Regions from separate parts of the Mus musculus genome. Here region 2 is linked to region 1. Evidence: chromatin contacts called from public promoter capture Hi-C data. All regions are on one chromosome and are shown on one strand. The core of a region is the stretch at or near the end of the contact, and the rest is flanking DNA. Distances in the headings are between cores, read along the strand shown. Region 1 holds the start of Mtfr1l (mitochondrial fission regulator 1-like). Region 2 has its middle 22 kb from the start of Man1c1.

What was found. Promoter capture Hi-C pulls out the DNA fragments that hold promoters and counts their contacts.
Region 2: a promoter capture Hi-C map of embryonic stem cells shows a contact between it and region 1, with 4 times the contacts expected there. The contact joins the enhancer-like site here to the promoter of Mtfr1l in region 1. A contact is called at or near these places in 16 of 39 promoter capture datasets (the C10 cell line, the HPC-7 cell line, HPC-7-derived erythroid cells and 12 more), 12 of 15 datasets of contacts at CTCF or cohesin (CD8 T cells, the G1E-ER4 cell line, the NIH/3T3 cell line and 6 more), 232 of 484 Hi-C or Micro-C datasets (3T3-L1-derived adipocytes, the 63-12 cell line, the AML12 cell line and 122 more), 57 of 115 datasets of contacts at active chromatin or transcription factors (the 230-238 cell line, CD4 T cells, CD4 single positive thymocytes and 41 more) and 8 of 9 other capture datasets (adipose tissue, bone marrow-derived macrophages, embryonic stem cells and 5 more).

The regions. Positions count from the first base shown.
Region 1 is chr4:134,534,016-134,536,715 of GRCm38.p6, forward strand. Mtfr1l (mitochondrial fission regulator 1-like) reads right to left here and starts at 1,372. Exons shown (of 7, transcript NM_029759.4): 1 at 1,235-1,372.
Region 2 is chr4:134,724,756-134,727,455 of GRCm38.p6, forward strand. No RefSeq gene overlaps it. Among named protein-coding and RNA genes, the nearest start is that of Man1c1, 22 kb to the left of the region's middle. Within about 2 kb of position 1,381, at least 32 of the 459 cell types and tissues checked have an H3K27ac peak or open chromatin away from gene starts, as enhancers often do. A contact at or near this core is called in the HL-1 cell line, differentiating embryonic stem cells, embryonic stem cells and 4 more, where this site is marked.

The DNA.
Region 1 (2,700 bases), core at 122-2,621:
CCATTACGCCCTCTCCTGTCCTGCTTCATCTCCAAAGACTCCAACCGAATCTAAACCTCGGGTTTAACAAGCTGCCGGTTCTATTACTCTGGTGTTTAAATCTTTCAACTCTCTTCTAGACTCCACAGTCCTGCCAGCAGGATATACCCCATCTTCCAGCTCTCTTAAGACCAAGCTCTAATACAGTTTGGCAAGTACACGATCTGCGACCATACTCACTCCCTAGTCTTCTGCTGGGGCCATGCTACTACCGGGCTACCAGCTCCCAACACACCTATCTGTGCCCCAGTCTATACCACTGCCTCTGTGGGACCCAACTTATCCAGCTTATCTCAGTCCCTCAGCACCCAGCTCATCCATCACTCTGTCCCTGGCAGCCTGGGGTTCGCAGTTCACTCCGTGGCAGCCTGGATCGCCTTCCGAGGGTGCTCAAAACAGAAATGGAAGTAACCGAACGGCCCATATCCCGGCCTCCGGCAGCCGCTGTAAGCACTTGGCTTGCTTTTAAGAAACCGCTGTAGGCGACACTAACTTGGCTTCGAGGCCCCGCCCCCCGCGTGCCCGCTAGACGCTCTAGCCGGTTCCGCAGCCCCGGCTCTCCCTCCGCACATCGGCGCTGCCGCAGCTCCTTCTGCGCTGGCCGTGCCCGCGTCTTCCCGTGCGGCCACTCTCGGCAGACCCTCTCTGCTCCGAGAGCGCCTCGACCCGGCAGGTCCTGGGCCAGGGAGAAACTTTAGCCCAGCGGTGCCCGGCGGACACCCGGGCAGAGCGCGCGAGGGTCTCACGAGGCGCCGGTGGCCAGCAAGATGCAGCCCCCTGCGCCCTCAACGACGGGTCCCCACCCCCGCGACGGCGACCCGGCCCGGGCCAAGGTCGGCCAAGTTCCTACCGCGCGTCCAGCGGCCCTTGGACCCGCGGGCCGGGCCGGGCCGCTCAGTAGCCTCCAGGCCGGCGTAGGTCCCAGATACGCCGCGCGGCCCGGGGCGTACCGCGCTCCAACGGCTGGGGCGACCCCAACCGCTGGGTGACACGGCCAGCAACTACGCCTGGGGACCAGTGCCCTCACCGAGGGGGGCAGACAGCGGCGACTCCCGCGAGAACTTGCACGGGAACAGGGAACGCGTGCTCCCCTGCGCCGGGACGGAGACGCCGGCGACGGCCCAGGGCGCTCACCGAGCCCGTCTCCTGTGGGACCCCGCATCGGGCTTAGCCCGGACTCCAGCGCCACACTCACCTCAGCCCCTCCTACCCCAGCGGGCGGCCCGGCCTCGAAGTCCCTCACTTCCGCTGACCCGCCTCCGGAAGCAATCATTTGCAGCTGCGCGGCGAGCACCACGCCCAGGAGAGGCGGGCCTAGAGAGGGGCCCGGAATGGACGCGGGCTCTGAGTGGACGGCAGACCGGCCAGGAGGCCACACCCCTCCCCGGGCCACGCCCTCACCCCTCCGGGGGAGGGCACGAAGTCTGTGCGCGCATCCCGCTGGAGTTTTCCTCCCAAGTTTAGTTGCTGCCGTAGGAGTTGCTTCCCGTGTTTAGTGTCAACAAACTTCTGGGAAGCGGTAGTCTGCCAGTGTTGCTGCTCAGCACTGGAAATAGTCCATACTCCTGCTGCAGATCTCCGAATCCTCTCATCTTGGCATTTCAGCCTTTCCTATCTAGTCTGGACCCTCGTCCCATTTCATGCTCCCCCAGATACATCCCCCAGCAAAAATGGCTGCTTTCGCCTTTCAGGCATGCCCTCCAGTGCTTCGGAATAGCTGTCTTCTATTTTAAAGTTCTCTGTCTCACACACGCTCATACACGTACACACGTGTGCAGCATAGTTCAGTCTGTTAATGAGATGGGTGGATTGATGGCACTCGGAGACACCAAAGCTCTCAAGGTCGCTCTTTCTACCGGTCTCCATGGCATCCAGTTAATGGGCATACACTTTCTTCTCTGCACGTGGCTTTGCCTGACTCACCAGTTCTCCCAAAGCCTATAATCCCCACCTGCCAGGGACAAATCTTTTGGATTCGTGGGTGGACAGCTTTGTGCAGTCACAATGGGCATTATGCCCAGACCTGCCTTACTACACCCATACATGCTTTATTTCTCTATTGTTGTCCTCTGGAAATTACAGTTATATGTTGCTGAAGAACGGGTACTCTTTGGGAAACGTGTCCTTAGGTGACTGAGTTACACAAACATTATAGAGTGAGTACGTACACACACCTACAGAATATACTACATCCTAGGTGAATTGGTAAAGCCTATTGCTCCAGGCTACAAAAACCTGCACAGTTGCAACTGTGCTAAATCCCAGGGAAGTTGTATCACAATTGTAGACATTTACTTCTAAACACCGGTAGGGCACATGCCAAGATAGATAGCTGGAATTTCTCAGCTCCTTTTTGATTGTTGGGTATCACTGTCAGATAGTCTATCAGCGACAAAGCCACTGATAGAACCTAGTGGGGAAACCCCCACTCAATTCCCGATTCGGTGTGCACCCAAAAAATCACGAAGGACCATCTTGATGGAATTAAATGAGGTCGTTTAATTACGGAGCTCCGGACCGACATGCATCCCACACAGGAGATAACGGATGTCGGCCACGAGGCTGGAAAGCTAGGGGTTTTTATGGGGTAAGGGGCTTAGGGGTGTGGAATTCAGCATAGCAACACACTATTGGCTTATTCAAACATCAGGAGAAAAATTA
Region 2 (2,700 bases), core at 131-2,630, 190 kb after region 1:
CTAGAGGGGGGGCATGATCTGGATGTAAATCAAATGAATGAATGAATAAACAAACTGGGGGTGGTGGTGGTGGGGTCTGGAGATCTTCAGTAATCCCACCTCTCTGGACTAAGAAATGAGGATCAAGAGTTCAAGGGCAGGTTGAGGGAATTTTTTTTTTAAGTGGTGGTGGGGACATCTTAGGTCAGATCAGAAAAAAGCTCTCTGAGGAGCGGCGAGGGAGAAGAGGAGAGACAGCCACAGGCATGGTGAGCCTGAGATGCCAACAGGTTTGATAGGTTCAAAGGCTATGAAGAGTCCTGGAGGCAGAGCTGAAGAGCCCCTCTGGCAGCAACAGTCTCTGGGGCTCAGGCACTGAGCCAACAGAGGTGGCCTTTCTCTGTCTGGAGACTCCACTCCCAGCCTGCCCCCATTGCTTCCTGTTAACATTAACATTCACCTCGGCTGTTGTTTGTTCTTTGGATCTAGTCATAGACCCTTTGGGGGCTCCTCCCTAGGGGCGTTTCTCCCTGCTCATCCTGCCCTGCACAGAGCTCCAGCTTTGGAAATTGCTCTTCCCTTCTGGCCTCTTGACCTGGCCATGCAATTGTCCACAGCAATGGATGCGCAGGGAACACGGCAGGTCCTGGTCCTTCCCTCACCGTGTGAGTAGCTTTGGTGCAAGGTGGGTCTGGAAAAGCGTGACTTGGGGTCCACAGCACACGGGTCTGGGCCTCCACAGTGATCCAGCGTTCTCTGAACAACAGACAGTTACAGAGGGTGCTGACCCGTGGAACTCAGTCTACGCAGTCAGGAAAGCTGAGAAGCCCCACTATCTGCGTCTACGAGTTAGAGACCTGTTTCCTTTCCTTTTTCGGCTGACAGTGCAGGGCAGAGCCTTGACCCAGGGCCTGAAGTGTAGCTGGCTCCCAACACTGTTGCAGCTGTGGTCGTGCCAAGGGCCTATGGTACAAAGAGTGACCGTGGACATCCCATGCTCTGCTTCTGTGTCCAGGACGGTGACCATGGACGCATCTGCATCCGTGTTCGCAATGAGCTCCAGATACACAGGGATCAACTCGAAATGAGGTCCATGAGCAGGCCCCTACACTCAATCTCTGAGGCAGCAAAAGGGGGAAACCAGGTCCAGGCAAAGGTGAGCTGCAGTACCGGTCTGGACCACTGCTGGCAGGCGCCAGAGGACGCTAAAGAGCTACGGTGGCCCCAGACTTGTCCTGGGTTAGGAGGTGGGTGAGTCTTTCATTTTTACCCCAACATTCACTGACCACTCATTAGACACAGGAAGCCCTGTCACCTGCCAATGACTCTAGACCTAGAGTACCAAGTCCCTTCTTGAACAGGAACAGGCACGCTGAGTCATACATCCACCATGAGGAGCTTGGGAAACATTCCTGGAGGAAACGATGGTTCATTGTGAGGATGCAGAGGTAGACAAGAAGAGAAGGGTGTGTACCCAAAGACCAAAGGCCAAGTGGGGCGTGGCAGTCTCATGGGCTCATGTCTGTGAGGACAGCAGGATGCATCGGCCTAACCTGCAGAAATAGGGCTGGGGACATGGCTCAGGGGGAGAACACTTGTTTAGCACAGGCAAAGCCCTGGGCACAATCCCCAGTACCACGAAGAAGGAAGGAGGAGGAAGAAAAGAAAAAATGAGAGAGAAAGGGAGGAAGGGAGGAAGGAAGGAAGGAAGGAAGGAAGGAAGGAAGGAAGGAAGGAAGGCAGGCGAAAGAACAAAGAAAAAACAAAGAAAGACAGATAGGAAGGAAAGAGGACAAACAGAAAAAAGAACAGACAAAAAAGAAAAACTGGCAGGCAGGAAGGCAGACAGACAGAAATACAAGCTGGGGGGTGGCCCGGTGAGTAAAAGCACTTTCTGGAGCTGACAAGATGGCTCAGCAGGTAAGAGCACTGACAGCTCTTCCAGAGGTCCTGAGTTCAAATCCCAGCAACCACATGGTGGTTCACAATCATCTGTATGAGATCTGATGCCCTCTTCTGGTGAGTCTGAAGACAGCTACAGTGTCTTATTTATAATAATAAACAAGCGGGGCCCACCAGAGCGAACAGAGGTCCTAAATTCAATTCCCAACAACCCCATGAAGGTTCACAACTACAGTGTACTCATATACATAAAATAAATACATCTTTAAAAAAAAAAAAGCACTTTCTGTGCAGGCCTGATGACGAGAGTTTAATATCCAGAACCCATGTAAAAAGCTGGAAGTTGTGTGCTCAACTGTGATCTCAGAGCTCCTGCATCTACAGGAAAGGCAGAAACGGAAAAATTAAATAGAAACTCACAGGGCAGCCAGCCTATAGCACACAGCACAGAAACAAGAGAAAGTCTGCCATAGTACATAGTTTGGCAGGCACATGTACGTGTACACACACATACACACACACACACCAAAATAATAATAATAATAATAATAATAATAATAAATGTAGAAAGAGATATTGGTAGATCAAGTCCAGTGTGATGGCTTGGACTTGAAGCTGATTAAGAAAGACCCGATAGCTCAAGGCTAGCCTGGGCTACACAGTGAGTTCCAGGCCAGGCATGGAAAGTTACATATTAAGACCCTCTCTCCAAAGAATTCTGTAGCAAGCTGCAGGCTGCTGGTGGGGGACACAGAAGGTCAGTGAAGCTGTCTAGCTCATCCCAACATGTTACTAATACCTGATGGAGCCTGTTTGACC